Linked DNA regions of Mus musculus: all the other regions are linked to region 3. The links are chromatin contacts, called in public HiChIP or PLAC-seq, Micro-C and promoter capture Hi-C maps. All regions are on one chromosome and are shown on one strand. The core of a region is the stretch at or near the end of the contact, and the rest is flanking DNA. Distances in the headings are between cores, read along the strand shown.

Evidence for each region. Promoter capture Hi-C pulls out the DNA fragments that hold promoters and counts their contacts. Hi-C and Micro-C count contacts between places; a contact is called where the count stands out from the background. HiChIP or PLAC-seq counts read pairs in DNA pulled down with a chosen protein or histone mark.
Region 1: a contact with region 3 is called in a promoter capture Hi-C map of liver, with 2.2 times the contacts expected there. The contact joins the promoter of Mical3 here to the promoter of Cecr2 in region 3. A contact is called at or near these places in 1 of 39 promoter capture datasets (liver), 1 of 484 Hi-C or Micro-C datasets (embryonic stem cells) and 2 of 115 datasets of contacts at active chromatin or transcription factors (extraembryonic endoderm stem cells and trophoblast stem cells).
Region 2: a Micro-C map of embryonic stem cells shows a contact between it and region 3, with 5 times the contacts expected there. The contact joins the promoter of B4galnt3 here to the promoter of Cecr2 in region 3. A contact is called at or near these places in 4 of 39 promoter capture datasets (the 3T3-L1 cell line, hematopoietic stem and progenitor cells, hippocampal neurons and 1 more), 2 of 484 Hi-C or Micro-C datasets (both in embryonic stem cells) and 1 of 9 other capture datasets (liver).
Region 4: an H3K27ac HiChIP or PLAC-seq map of extraembryonic endoderm stem cells shows a contact between it and region 3. The contact joins the promoter of Kdm5a here to the promoter of Cecr2 in region 3. A contact is called at or near these places in 6 of 39 promoter capture datasets (embryonic stem cells, hippocampal neurons, liver and 2 more), 5 of 484 Hi-C or Micro-C datasets (all in embryonic stem cells), 1 of 115 datasets of contacts at active chromatin or transcription factors (extraembryonic endoderm stem cells) and 2 of 9 other capture datasets (adipose tissue and pancreatic islet).

What each region holds. Positions count from the first base shown.
Region 1 is chr6:121,129,580-121,132,279 of GRCm38.p6, forward strand. Mical3 (microtubule associated monooxygenase, calponin and LIM domain containing 3) reads right to left here and starts at 1,443. Exons shown (of 32, transcript NM_001270475.1): 1 at 1,191-1,443.
Region 2 is chr6:120,293,304-120,296,328 of GRCm38.p6, forward strand. B4galnt3 (beta-1,4-N-acetyl-galactosaminyl transferase 3) reads right to left here and starts at 1,594. Exons shown (of 20, transcript NM_198884.2): 1 at 1,088-1,594. The coding sequence starts at 1,256.
Region 3 is chr6:120,665,050-120,667,960 of GRCm38.p6, forward strand. It overlaps Cecr2 (CECR2, histone acetyl-lysine reader), which reads left to right and starts at 1,265. Exons shown (of 19, transcript NM_001368706.1): 1 at 1,265-1,658. The coding sequence starts at 1,533.
Region 4 is chr6:120,362,397-120,365,383 of GRCm38.p6, forward strand. It overlaps Kdm5a (lysine (K)-specific demethylase 5A), which reads left to right and starts at 1,703. Exons shown (of 28, transcript NM_145997.2): 1 at 1,703-2,382. The coding sequence starts at 2,218. It also overlaps a transcript of Ccdc77 not described here.

The DNA.
Region 1 (2,700 bases), core at 193-2,692, 460 kb after region 3:
GCTGCTTCAGGTAGTCAGAGGTCCTGCCTGCCGAGGTCCAGCCTCGGCTCCTGCATGCTTTCTTCCACACAGCGGCTAGTCGCGCATCACAAAAACAATATACCCCGCCCTCCAGCAGCAGCGTACGGAGTTCACCTGTATACGTCATCCTGATTAGAATGGTGGCGGGCAACCTCGGTGCTTTAGAATCACTTGGGAAGACCCCAGTAGCTAGGGCGGACTACTGCAGGGGCCAGCAGTGCAGCCGTCCCTTTATCGCTCATTCCATCTAGGTCTCTCCCCCTTTTCTCCTGTCTTTCCAACGCGATACATTCTAAACACTTCGTCCTAGTGCCATGGCTAGGCAAGAATAGATTGGGGGTGGGAGGTGGGAGAGGAGGGGTTGACGGGGGTGGGGGTGGGGGGGGGAGAGGACCTGACGAATATACAGAAAGTACTTTGCCCTGGAAACATGCTCCCTCGGTTCTGAAACAAACGCAGTGCTCCGAAAGTCTCTTTTCGCCCTTCCATTGACTTCCAGAGGGGAACCAACATAACCATCCCTTTGTTAACGCTCGACAGAGGCTGACTTGCGCCGAGTCCTCCGCAGCCAGGGGCACGTGCATGCCTGTGCTTGTGGGGATGGCATCTCTGGCCTGTTTACCCGGTTGTGGAGGCGAGCGCCGGCGCCCTCTACTGGACCGAAATGAATGTCCCTCCGAGTGTAACAATTGTCGCCTGTGGATGAGCTAATGGATTCACATTGAGCTTGCAGGAAGGACACGGTGTCGTGAGGATCCCCGGGCAGTCCTCCGACTGGCATACCACTGGCTTGCCTAGGGATGTTATTTCTTTGGTGGGGGTTGTGGGGGGGTGTTAAAGAATAAAGAAAATTGGACGGTATTGGCTAAGAAACTGAGCGCTGTGTTTCTCAGTCTTTGGGGCGTGTGCTTATGGTGCACGGTATCCGCTGATGGGGCGTTGTGCGGTAAAGGAGACAAGGATACCCGGGTGTAGCTCCCACTGCTTAAGAGAGCCATGCGTTTAAAGGCAGACAGAATTGTTCCAAGAATCCCACATATGTCAGAAAGGCAAAGCAAGGCATAAACAATTGAAAGATGTGATAAATATTTTTAAAGGCGTCAATCAAGACACAGAACCTTTTTCTTTAAGGGGTTTGCTCACCCAAGGGGAGATTTGGTGGTACTTACGGACTTGGGGCTTCACACCCGCATCTTCCTCGCCGGTGAGAGCTTGCCTCCCCAGATTGGCTGGTCCTCAGGACACAGGTGCTGCTGTTGTGGCTGCATGCATCCTGAGTGTGGTGACTCCACCTTCCAGCTAGAATCCCATCAAAGGTTCTCACTCAGAAGCCCCGAGGCACACTTCTTTCATCGGAGCAGCGAAGAAGGAACGAAGAACCCGGGGTCTGCCTCTGTCTGTCCTCCCTCACCGCTGCATCTCAGCTAGGGCTGCAGAAAGTGCCGTAGCAGAGCTGTCTAGGGCTCCTCGCGGTTGCCACGGTAACCAGGAGCAGGCGCCTACCCTGGTGGCTGGGGAAGGCTGTGGAGGAAAGGTAACGGATAAGCGATGATGCGTTGGCCTCTCTCCTGGGCATCGGTTGAGCCTCAAGTGACCCAAATGAAATGAAGTTCCAGCACAGATAAATCGTTCTTTCGACTCAAACCTAAATCCAAACCCGAACTACCCCTGCTATCCTTTTTCTCCTCTTTTCCCTCCCCAGTCAACACACACAGGAACATCATAAGGATTAGAAATTCCAGCACTATCCCAGGCGCCCTGCCCCAGAGGATCCCGCTGCACACAGAACAGAATGTTTGCTAGGCTTGCTCTTGAAAACAGAACTCCCAGCGGGTGCCAGCCGCGGGCGAGCTCCGGGGAGCTAGAGAAGGGACCAAGCAAAGGATGCTAATGGGAGGGTCATTTAACCTCTTTGAGCCCTAGGATCAAAGATACAAAGTTGTCTTAGAAAATGCTTATCAAATTAAGTTGTTCTTGTTACAATGTTAATTTTGATCGTGAACGCAGGCTTTGATCCCCAAAGACTCAATCCAAAGGCCATAATCCTAAGTGATAAAATATCTCTAAATTCTAAACCCTGAAAGATTAACACCTTAACAATATAATTATTCTGGAAAACAATTTTATTTCTTTTTATTCTTTCCTTTTTAAAAGGCAAGAGTCTCATTAAATATGGAAGGCTGGCTTTGAACTGTATATTAATAGTTAAGGGTGACTTTGAACTCCTGACCCTCAAACAAACAAAAACAACACTAAAATACTAGAGAGAAAAATTTTTTCAGTGAAGAACTGGGGAAGCAACTCAGGACATGGGGTTCTTATTCACTATGTAAGAGTTCTGTATCCAACAATGAGGGAAACAGAAAAGCAAAAACAAAAAGTTAAAAAGAAATTGGACAAAAAAAAAAGTGTACTTCAAGAACAGATTAAGCCAGATGTAATGGTGCACACCTTTAATCCCAGCACTTGGGAGACAGAAGCAGGTGTATCTCTGTGAGTTTGAGGCCAGCCTGGTCTACAGAGTGAGTTCTATGACAGTTGGAGCTTAATAGTGAGACACTGTCTCCAAACGAAACAAAATAAAAGGAAACAGAAGGTTAAAGGACTGAAGCAAAGGCTCAGTGGTTAAGAGCATTGACTGCTCTTCCAAAAATCTAGGCTTGATCCCTAGCACCTACA
Region 2 (3,025 bases), core at 344-2,843, 370 kb before region 3:
TCCCTTGTAACAGCATCTTCTAGTTCACAGCCAGAATTGTGTCCACAGCCATAGAGAGGTAGGGCTATAAGAGTACATCTCCAAACCGATCCTGCTTAGTTACTGACTAGGACACTCATTTCTTCTTCTGAGCCACAAAAGATAAACCATCACATCCAGCTAAGAGAAAAACTGTTGGCCAAAAAAATCTACCAGGAGGGTAGTCTTTGAGTTTCTTAAAGCAGGAAAGTGAGACCCAGTGAGAAGATGAAGTAGAACTTCCCCCCACACCCCCCCCCCTCAAGGCTGGAGAAGAGCACCTGACCCTTCTCGAAACTTCTCCACTCCTTTCTGGCTACTAGATGACTTTTAATTTTATTAAGCCTATCAAAAGTATACTGAAAGTCACTGTGGGTAATAATCATATCCATTGAAGAGGGGATAGGCCATTTCCTCCCCTTTTCCTAAGCAGAAACTTGAGTGCTTTGATGAAATAAAAATACAAGTAGGAATTTACTCATGGCAGGGTCGCCTTGGGCGGGGTCTGGGGAGTTTGTTAGATCTGTGGGTATTGCGGAGAGTGTGAAAACACTGGAGGAGGCAGTCTGGACCAGCAGAGAACCACGCATTCAGGAGGTGGGACTCTTGGAAAAAGAGGCGCACGCAAGGCGGGAAGGCCAGGCGTCTCTCTCGGAGGTGCTTTTTGAAAAGGAACCCCCGAAAGCTCGGCTGGAGGGGAAACAGCGAGCCAACCACTCCAGCAAGCCGAGGGCAAAGTTGGGGAGGCTCTGATCGCAGCGTGTGGCCGAGTGCGCCGCAGCCCCAGAGCCCGCGCTCGCAAACAGCTCTGTCCCGCGAGGCTGTGGCTCCCGCACGGTGGAAGGCGCCCCAATCCTCCACCAGCGCTCCGGATGTCCTGAGAGCGTCCCGGCTCCACTCTGTCCTGAGTGGGCAGGCCAGGATCAGCGACCCACAGTGGCCTCGACAAGCCCAGGTCCCCAGGAAAGCGCGGGGCGGCGCCGGCACCTGGAATCAGCTCGGAGAGGCGGGTCCCCGCCCGGAGCGCCCGCCCACCTCCGCCACCTCCTCGCCCCCCGGCGCTACTTACTGTGGTTCAGGGGGTTCCCGCCGGCCTGGGCCGACGCCACCAGCTCCAGATACAGAGTCCAGAGTCCCACCGATACTACGGCGAGCAGCAGCAGCAGCCGGAAGCGCCTCCTCAGCAGCTTGATCGGGCGCAGGAGCAGCATCAGCAACGCGGCGCGGGGGCTCCCCATGGCGCTTCGCCCAGCCTGCCGCTCCAGCACCCGCTACCCACCCGTCGTTCCGGCCCGGCTCCGCCGCTCAGCGCGGCGCACAGCCAGTCTCCCCGGGTCGCTCTCCAGCGGGCCGACTGCTCATGCTCGACGCGTTGGGGTGATCCTGGGCTGCGCGGGTGCCTCGCAGGTCGTTCTCCGGCCGCGGAGCCGGGCTCCTCCTCCCCAAGTGTCCGCTCCACGCCTCTCCTCGTCGCAGGCCCGCCACCTCCCTCCCTCTCTTCTTTCTCACTCCAGCGCTCTGCCCAGGAGGCTCTCCTAGTTGCCCTCCGGCCCCTGCGCTTGCTTGCTGCAGTTAGGGCGCTTTCTCTCAGCTCCGAGCATTACCTTACTCCCTACCTGTCCCGCCCACGCCTTGGCCCCGCCCCCAGGCGCAGGTGGGCCCCGCCCCCTAGAGAATGAGGGAAGGGGAGAGGTGGGGCCAGAGAGAGCTGGTCCCTGGCGTACTCACCGGCTTGGAGTTATGTGGGAGGGTGTGTGGGGTGATGATGAGGGATATGGGACTGAAAGAAGATGCGAGCTAAGACATGGACTCTGTGAACCAAGAAAACCCAGTCACCGTCAAGATATTCGAAGGCGCTCTTTCGAAGCTTGCTGTGGGGCTGAGACACATTTTTTTTAAGTGACCTCTGTGACTTTGGCCTCAGGACCTTTCTCTACCTAGAAAGACCCTAGTCACAATTAACTGACACTTCATTCAATCTTAACTGTCTTCCAAGTCAAATTTGAATACCGTTTTTTCCCTGGCGCAACTACAACTGAAAGGCACCAGGGGAGCCTTTACAAGGAGTTTCTCCAGTTTTAGGTGTTTTGGGTGAAAGATTGTTGGAGATTAAAAAAAAAAAAAAAATGGAGGGGCCACTCAAGAGCAGACCAAATGCTTAGCATTCAGGAGGCCCTGGGTTCCATCCCAGAACCATGAAAGAACTAGGGAAATGGAAAGGGGGTCTGGCAGAACTGTAGAGATGGCTCATCTATTAAGAGTGCATGGTCTGGGTCTGGAGAGATGAGATGGCTCAGTGATTAAGCATCTTCCAGGGGTCCTGAGTTCAATTCCCAGCAACCACATGGTGGCCCTCAGCCATCTGTAATGGGATCTGATGCCCTCTTCTGGTGCGTCTGAAGACAGTTACAGTGTACGTACGCATAAACAAATAAATCTCAAAAAAAGAAAAGAGAAAAGAGTGTATGATGCTCTTCTTCAGGGCCTGAGGTGGGTTCCCCAAACCCATTAATTCCAACTTCCTCTTCTAGCTTCTGCTCCAGCCTCCACTCACATGAATATACCCACACAAAGAGGCACACATGTACATTTGAGAAATAAAATATTTTAAAAAGAAAGAAAAAATGAAAAGGAGAGGCACATCTTCCTTAAGCTGCCCGTACCACAGGTGGATTCGCGCTATTTCCTTCCGAGTCTCTTCTTTTCTCCCAACTCTCATGCCACATAAAAGGTCTTCTTTTATGATTATAGAAGCTTTGAAAGAAAGGTCAAGGCAAGCTTTTTAAAGTCAGCCAAGGTCAGCACAGAGACAAAAGAAATCTAGGGGTAGAGACTGCAGAAGAGAAGAGTGATCTGGCGTACATACCAATTGTAGGAGAAATGTTTAGCATACACAAAGCCTTGGTTTTGATTTCCAGTGTAGGTGAGTGCAGCCGCATGTATACGCGCCCCCATCTCAAAAAAATCCTTAAGAGAAGAGGAAGAGGGGAAAGAGACTGATAGAATA
Region 3 (2,911 bases), core at 15-2,514:
ATTAGAATAGGTGAGGGAGGAGGAACGAGCCAGGCCTCCCACTTACACATCTATCTCACAAACTCGCTCCCTATTATTCTTTCCAGGGTTGTACCTATCTAAACAGCCGAATTTGAGTGCACCTAAGGGGCGGTGTTTCTGGCGAGGTGGACTAAAGAAGCAGCCAGGACTCTTAGAGTAGAACTGCTCAAGCGCAAATGACCAATACAAATAGGCGCTACTACAACGTAGTTTTTCCAAACTTCTGGGCTATTTCGGGGGTGATTTTTTCCCCTTCCGGTTTAGACAGAATTCCACCGTCCTAAATAGCAGTTAACTTTTCTAAAGTCCGAGCACCTTCCTCTCGGAGCGTATTCCCGCAGCCCGGGCAGGTCTCCACCCCCACCCGGACACACGTCCTTAGTCTCCAGGCTCTTCCCCATCCCCCAGCCTCCCAGCCACATTGTGAGCACTCGCGCCCGCAGCAGCCGCGCTCCGCTCCGGCGAGGGCAGTCAGAGGGCTCAAAGCCAGTCTCCTCCAGGGCGGCTGCACGTGTCCGTTCCCTGGGGTGGGGGAAATTGCTCTTCCCGCTAGGCTGCTGATTGGTGCCTCCCCCCTACTCCACCCTTCCCGCCACACTCTACCCCTCCATCCTACTCGGTTCCAGCCGAACCAGCCCCACCACCTTCTTCCCTTGGAGAAGCGAGGCACTTTAGCGCTCCCTTAAGTCCCGTTCTCAGATAGGCTAATAATAGTAATAATAATAAAAATAAAAAAGCGCTAAAGAACAGGTGGAAAGCGCGTCGTTTCCCCGGGCCTCCGGTTTCCAGCGTGGACGTCCCACTCGCTCTGTCCCGCGCCACCCTCCACAGCAGTAATAACTGAAATCCCACACGTGCGCACTCCCGGAGCGAGTCCCCAGCAAGAGCACCACCCCGCGGGCCCTTTAAAAGGACTCGACCACTGAGGCCACGTGGGGGTGGGAGAGACCCTTATTGTCTTCCGTCACCAAAGTCGCCGAACTCCCCGGCCCCAAACACCTGCACGGCAGAGCGCGGCTCCCACCCGCCCGGCCGCCCGCGGGCTGCGCGCGGGCCCCTCCGCGTCACGGGCGGCCCCTCCCCGGGCGCGGCTCGCCCGCTCCCCCTCCCCCGCCCTCGGTGCAGCTGTCCGCGCAGGGGTGGGGGCGGGGTTGTTGTTGTGGTGCGCGCCGGCCCCGCCCCCTCCTCGTGGGCGGCCCCTCCTCCCAGGTTTCTGCCGGGCCCCCTCCCCACCCCCAGCCCCATCTGTTTTCCTCAGCGCTGAGTGGATTATATTGTATGGGATTGGGGGCGGCCGCACGGCCGCGGCGGGACGGGGCGAGCGCGCGGCCCCCGCCGGCTGCCCGAGCAGCGGCCGCTTGAGCGAGTCGGACCGCCGCCCCCCGCCCGGCCGCGCCTCCGCTTGAGCTCACGCCGAGCGGCGGGAGCCGCCGCGCGCTGAGTGAGAGGCGCTGCCGGCGGCCGGAGTCCGAGCGAGCGAGCGAGAGCGAGTGAGCGAGCGCGGCGGGGAGATGTGCCCGGAGGAAGGCGGCGCGGCCGGGCTGGGCGAGCTCCGCTCCTGGTGGGAAGTCCCGGCCATCGCGCACTTCTGCTCGCTCTTTCGCACGGCGTTCCGCCTGCCCGACTTCGAGATCGAGGTGAGTAGCCGGCGCTGCGCCCTTTCTCCGCGCTTCTCTGCGGGGAGTCGCGGGCCGCCGACTTGGCGCGGAGTGCGGGCGGCGAGGGGGCTCGGCGGCGGGCACGAGGCTGGCGGCCGGCACGGGCTCCCCGTGGCCCCGCGCGCTCTCGCCGGCGGGGGTCGAGCCTGCTTTTGTCGGCGCGGGACCCCGGGGCTCTCCCGGGACTTCTCGGCCGGTCTGAGGGCGAGAGTGCGCGCGCGCTCCCCGCTGGAGCCTCGGAGGCGGCGAGCAGCTGCTCAGGCGGGGACCGGGACGCGATGCGGGCTCACGCGCCGGGGGCCACAGCGGCGGGGCGGGAGCGGCCTCGGGCAGGGGCGGCGTTGCTCGGGAGACGCTCGCCCGGGTCGCACTTGGCGGACTTGCGGAGGCCCGTAACTCTCGGGCGCTTCGAGTCAACTTCGGGCGGGCGCAGATGGGGCCTGGGCTTGGGGCGTTCTCCTTGTGGGACCGCCCGTCGCTCACCGTCGCTCGGGACGCCGAGACTGTGGAGGGAAAGTTTGGGCCCCCCTCCCTTTTAAAACAGCTCCTCTACGGAGGAAGGCGCAGCCGTCCGTATTCCGGGAGCTCTCTCTCTGAGTTGATTTCGCCACCATTATTCCCCCGGGCGAGCGAGGAGGAAAGGAATGGCTTTCTGGCCAGGCCGAAGGTGCTTTCAAGACCCGAGGCTTTGTGATAACTGGACTAAAATCCGAGGGTCCTAATGACAAGGACGGTGGCGGGAGTGTGGGAAACGGAATGTATAAGATGGTCCGAAGCAGCATCCTGGCATTTATTTTTGGAAGGAATTGTGAAATACTGATTGGTTGGCAGGTTGAGTTGCTTTTTTTCCTGTCTGTAGGGACTTAATCACCCTTTTTTTTTTTTTTTTTCTTCCTTGGGACAAAGGTACAAGAAACTGTTGTTGGTCAGTTACTGTTTTCAGTTTTGTGACTGCCTTTACAATGGAAGTAATCAAAATTAAAGTAATTTATTTGGGAAGTCTGACCGTTGTGGTTGCCTCTTCACCCCCCCCCCCCCCGAATCTTGATTTTAATTTGTTGACTCTTGAGGTCTTCGCACACCTTTATTTTTTAAAGTCCGTTGTGTTTGCAGAAATATCACTTGCTTCTATGAATGAAGCGTGGGAATTTCCTCGTGTTGCAAAGTTAACGAAATTGGAAATCTAAACCGATTACAAGGGGTGTAGGTTAGGAAGGTGAAGAGGAATGTGG
Region 4 (2,987 bases), core at 453-2,952, 300 kb before region 3:
TCCATCCCCAGCCAAATAACAATATATTTTGATTGCGTATGTAATGAAAGAACTTTTGATGAGTTTTAAATTTTCAAGTATACCAGGTACAGTTGTGCACACCTTTGCTCCTCCCAGCACTTGGGAGGTAGAGGCAGGGGTATCTCTGGGAGTCAGAGGCCAGTCTGGTCTACAGAGAGGTCCAGGACAACCAAGGCTCTACAGAGAAACCTTGTCTTGAAAAACAAACACAAAAATTTAAAACAGTCTTTTGAATTTTACTATTTCTCTTTTGATGTGCATAGTTCTTTTTTTTTCAGATTAAATGCTAAATGACCTAAGTCTTGTTATAAAATATTTTAGTAATTGTATATAATTCATCATACCTTCCTATGTCCATTTTTTCTCTGTATATCACTTTTTCCCTTTTTTCTTTAAGCAAGAAATGGAGACTATACTGGAGTTACAGCTCAGGACACATTTACCTAATATGTTCAAGGACTTGGGTTCAATTTCTAGTACAGAAAGTAATTGAACAAACTAGCCTGAGTCCATTTCCTTGCATTCCTGATCCTGACTAGCAGAATAGAACCTTTATTTATGAGTCAGCGTTTTACCTGATAGCCACCCCCCCACTCCAACCCCCCCAGCCTTTGATTACTTAATGTGTGAATTTGTAGATGAATGTATGTGGACCTGGCGTGAAGGTGAGGTCAGCTTTCAGTTCTCTCCTTTAACCATGGGGTTCCAGGAATCAAACTTAGGATTTCAAGCTTGGTGGCAAGTGCCCTTCACAGCTGAGCCACTGTTCTGGCCCTTACCCCGTATTCTTGACCATTCTGGAACTCGATAAGTGTACCATGTGGCCTTATGGTGCTCTTTCTACATCTCCTTCCCCAGAATTGAGTTTATAGTCCTGAGCCACCACACAGGGATTTTCCTTACTTACAAGGTCTCCCGTAGCCTAATCAGGCCTCAAATTCATATGCAGCTCGAACTGCCCCTAAAGCATCTACCTTCATCACCATAAAGGTATATGGATGTGGAGGGCACAGGATAACTTTGGAGCCGGTTCTTGCCTTCAACCTTGTAGAGTCAGGCTTAGACGCATAAAGGAACTGTAGGACCGTATACCAGAAACGTGGCTTTTTTTTTTTTTAAACCAGCCATTGCTGATCGGAACTCTATGCGTGTGCAACTATGCCCGGCCTTCCAAGTAGAGGTTTCTGACAAGGTGACCAGTTTCATACCAAACTGAAATGGGTTGGTTACAAAGCAAGCGTTTTCAGGCCCTGCTTACTACTCAAATACGGTTTCGGGATGGCTGCCAACAGCTAGACTAGCAAGGCCAGGCCCTCTATGGGTAGGTTCCCAGTGTCGTGAGAAAAAGCAAGTCGCAGCTGGTGGTGAAGGCCGGCCCATGTAATGACGGAATTGGGCTGAAACCTATTGGTCACGGAGAAGCGAGAAACCCGTACGAAGGCGACCGAGCGAAACGAGTTGTACAAGACTAGCATTCGAAAGAAGGAAACGGAGACGCGGAAACTCGGCCAAGAGTTCGTCACTTGTCCAAACCTAGACAACGATGTTAAAAACAGGTCTCGGAGAACGAACAAACCCGGCCGACTAGCCACGGAGGGGCCCACCTTGCGTTCGTGTCCCCACCCCCGACACAAAGAGGAACCGGAAGCCCCTTACCGGAAGCAGTACCTCTGCTCTCCGAGGCATTACACATTCCTCCGCGCGCCGGAAGCGCGCGTTCCACCTTGCGGGGTAGCTTTTCCCTCGCCTCTCCTCGAGAGAGGTCGCGGCGCCTTGAGGGGCCGCGCACCCGGGGTGGACGGAGGGCGCAGAACTTTGACAGGCAAGCTGTGAGAAAACAAAAAACCAAAATAAAACAAAAAAGCTCCGCCGGCCGTCATGGAAGGGAGCGAGGAGAGAAGACCCGACTAGACGTGGCGGCGGTGGGATTTTGTTTCCTGCGGTGGCGGACTGATTTAGCAGCACGTTAACTTCCGGGAGCGTCCTGCCCCTGAGAGGAAAAGCCCTGAAGGAAACAATAACAAACGAGCGGAGGGAGAGCGGCTGGCGCTCCTGTGAGGACTCGTTCTCGTCCTAAGAAGATGCGCTGCGGCCCCAGTGCGGGGACGTGAGAGGGCTTTGGTGGCCGTCAGCCAAGCCTTTCCTCGCTTGTGCACCTCAGGCCCCCCTGGCTTTTTATTTTATTTTTTGGTGACCATGGCGTCCGTGGGCCCGGGGGGCTACGCGGCGGAGTTCGTGCCACCGCCCGAGTGCCCGGTCTTTGAGCCCAGTTGGGAGGAGTTCACAGACCCGCTGAGTTTTATCGGGCGCATCCGGCCCTTTGCGGAGAAAACGGGCATCTGCAAAATCCGGCCACCCAAGGTAGCGTCGCCTGAGGGCGGGGACGGGGGGCGTGCTGGGGCGGCGGGACGGTCCTCCTCCTCCCCGTGGCTTTCCTCTTTGGGGGTCTTCCGTGCTCTCCGGGGGCCCCTCCCTCCTCTCTTGGTGTCCCGAGGCCACTTTTGAGGATGTTTTTTGCCCTGGTTTCTGAACGCAGTTTCACGTCCACTTTGACATTTTATTTGATCGCGTGTGAGTGTGTGTGTGTGTGTGTGTGTGTGTGTGTGAGAGAGAGAGAGAGAGAGAGAGAGAGAGAGAGACAGACAGACAGAGAGACAGACAGACAGAGAGAGGGAGAGAGGGGAGGAGAGCGAGAGAGCGCTCGCGGAGGGGTCAGAGGACATTTTGTAGGAGTCGATTCTCTTCCTGCGTTGTGGGGGTTGTGGGTCTCCGGGCTCGAACTCAAGATTGTCAGGCTTTGGCCTGACGACTGGGCCATCGCATCGCTTCTCAGGTCCCCCTTCAAAAGACAGAAAGAGGTGTCTCTGGGACCTTTTCCTTCCCAGAACTTATTGGGCACGGATATTGTAGTGTGGATTGGAGGTAAGGATAACAAAAGGCTTCAGGCCCTTCCTAGGGAAAGGCGT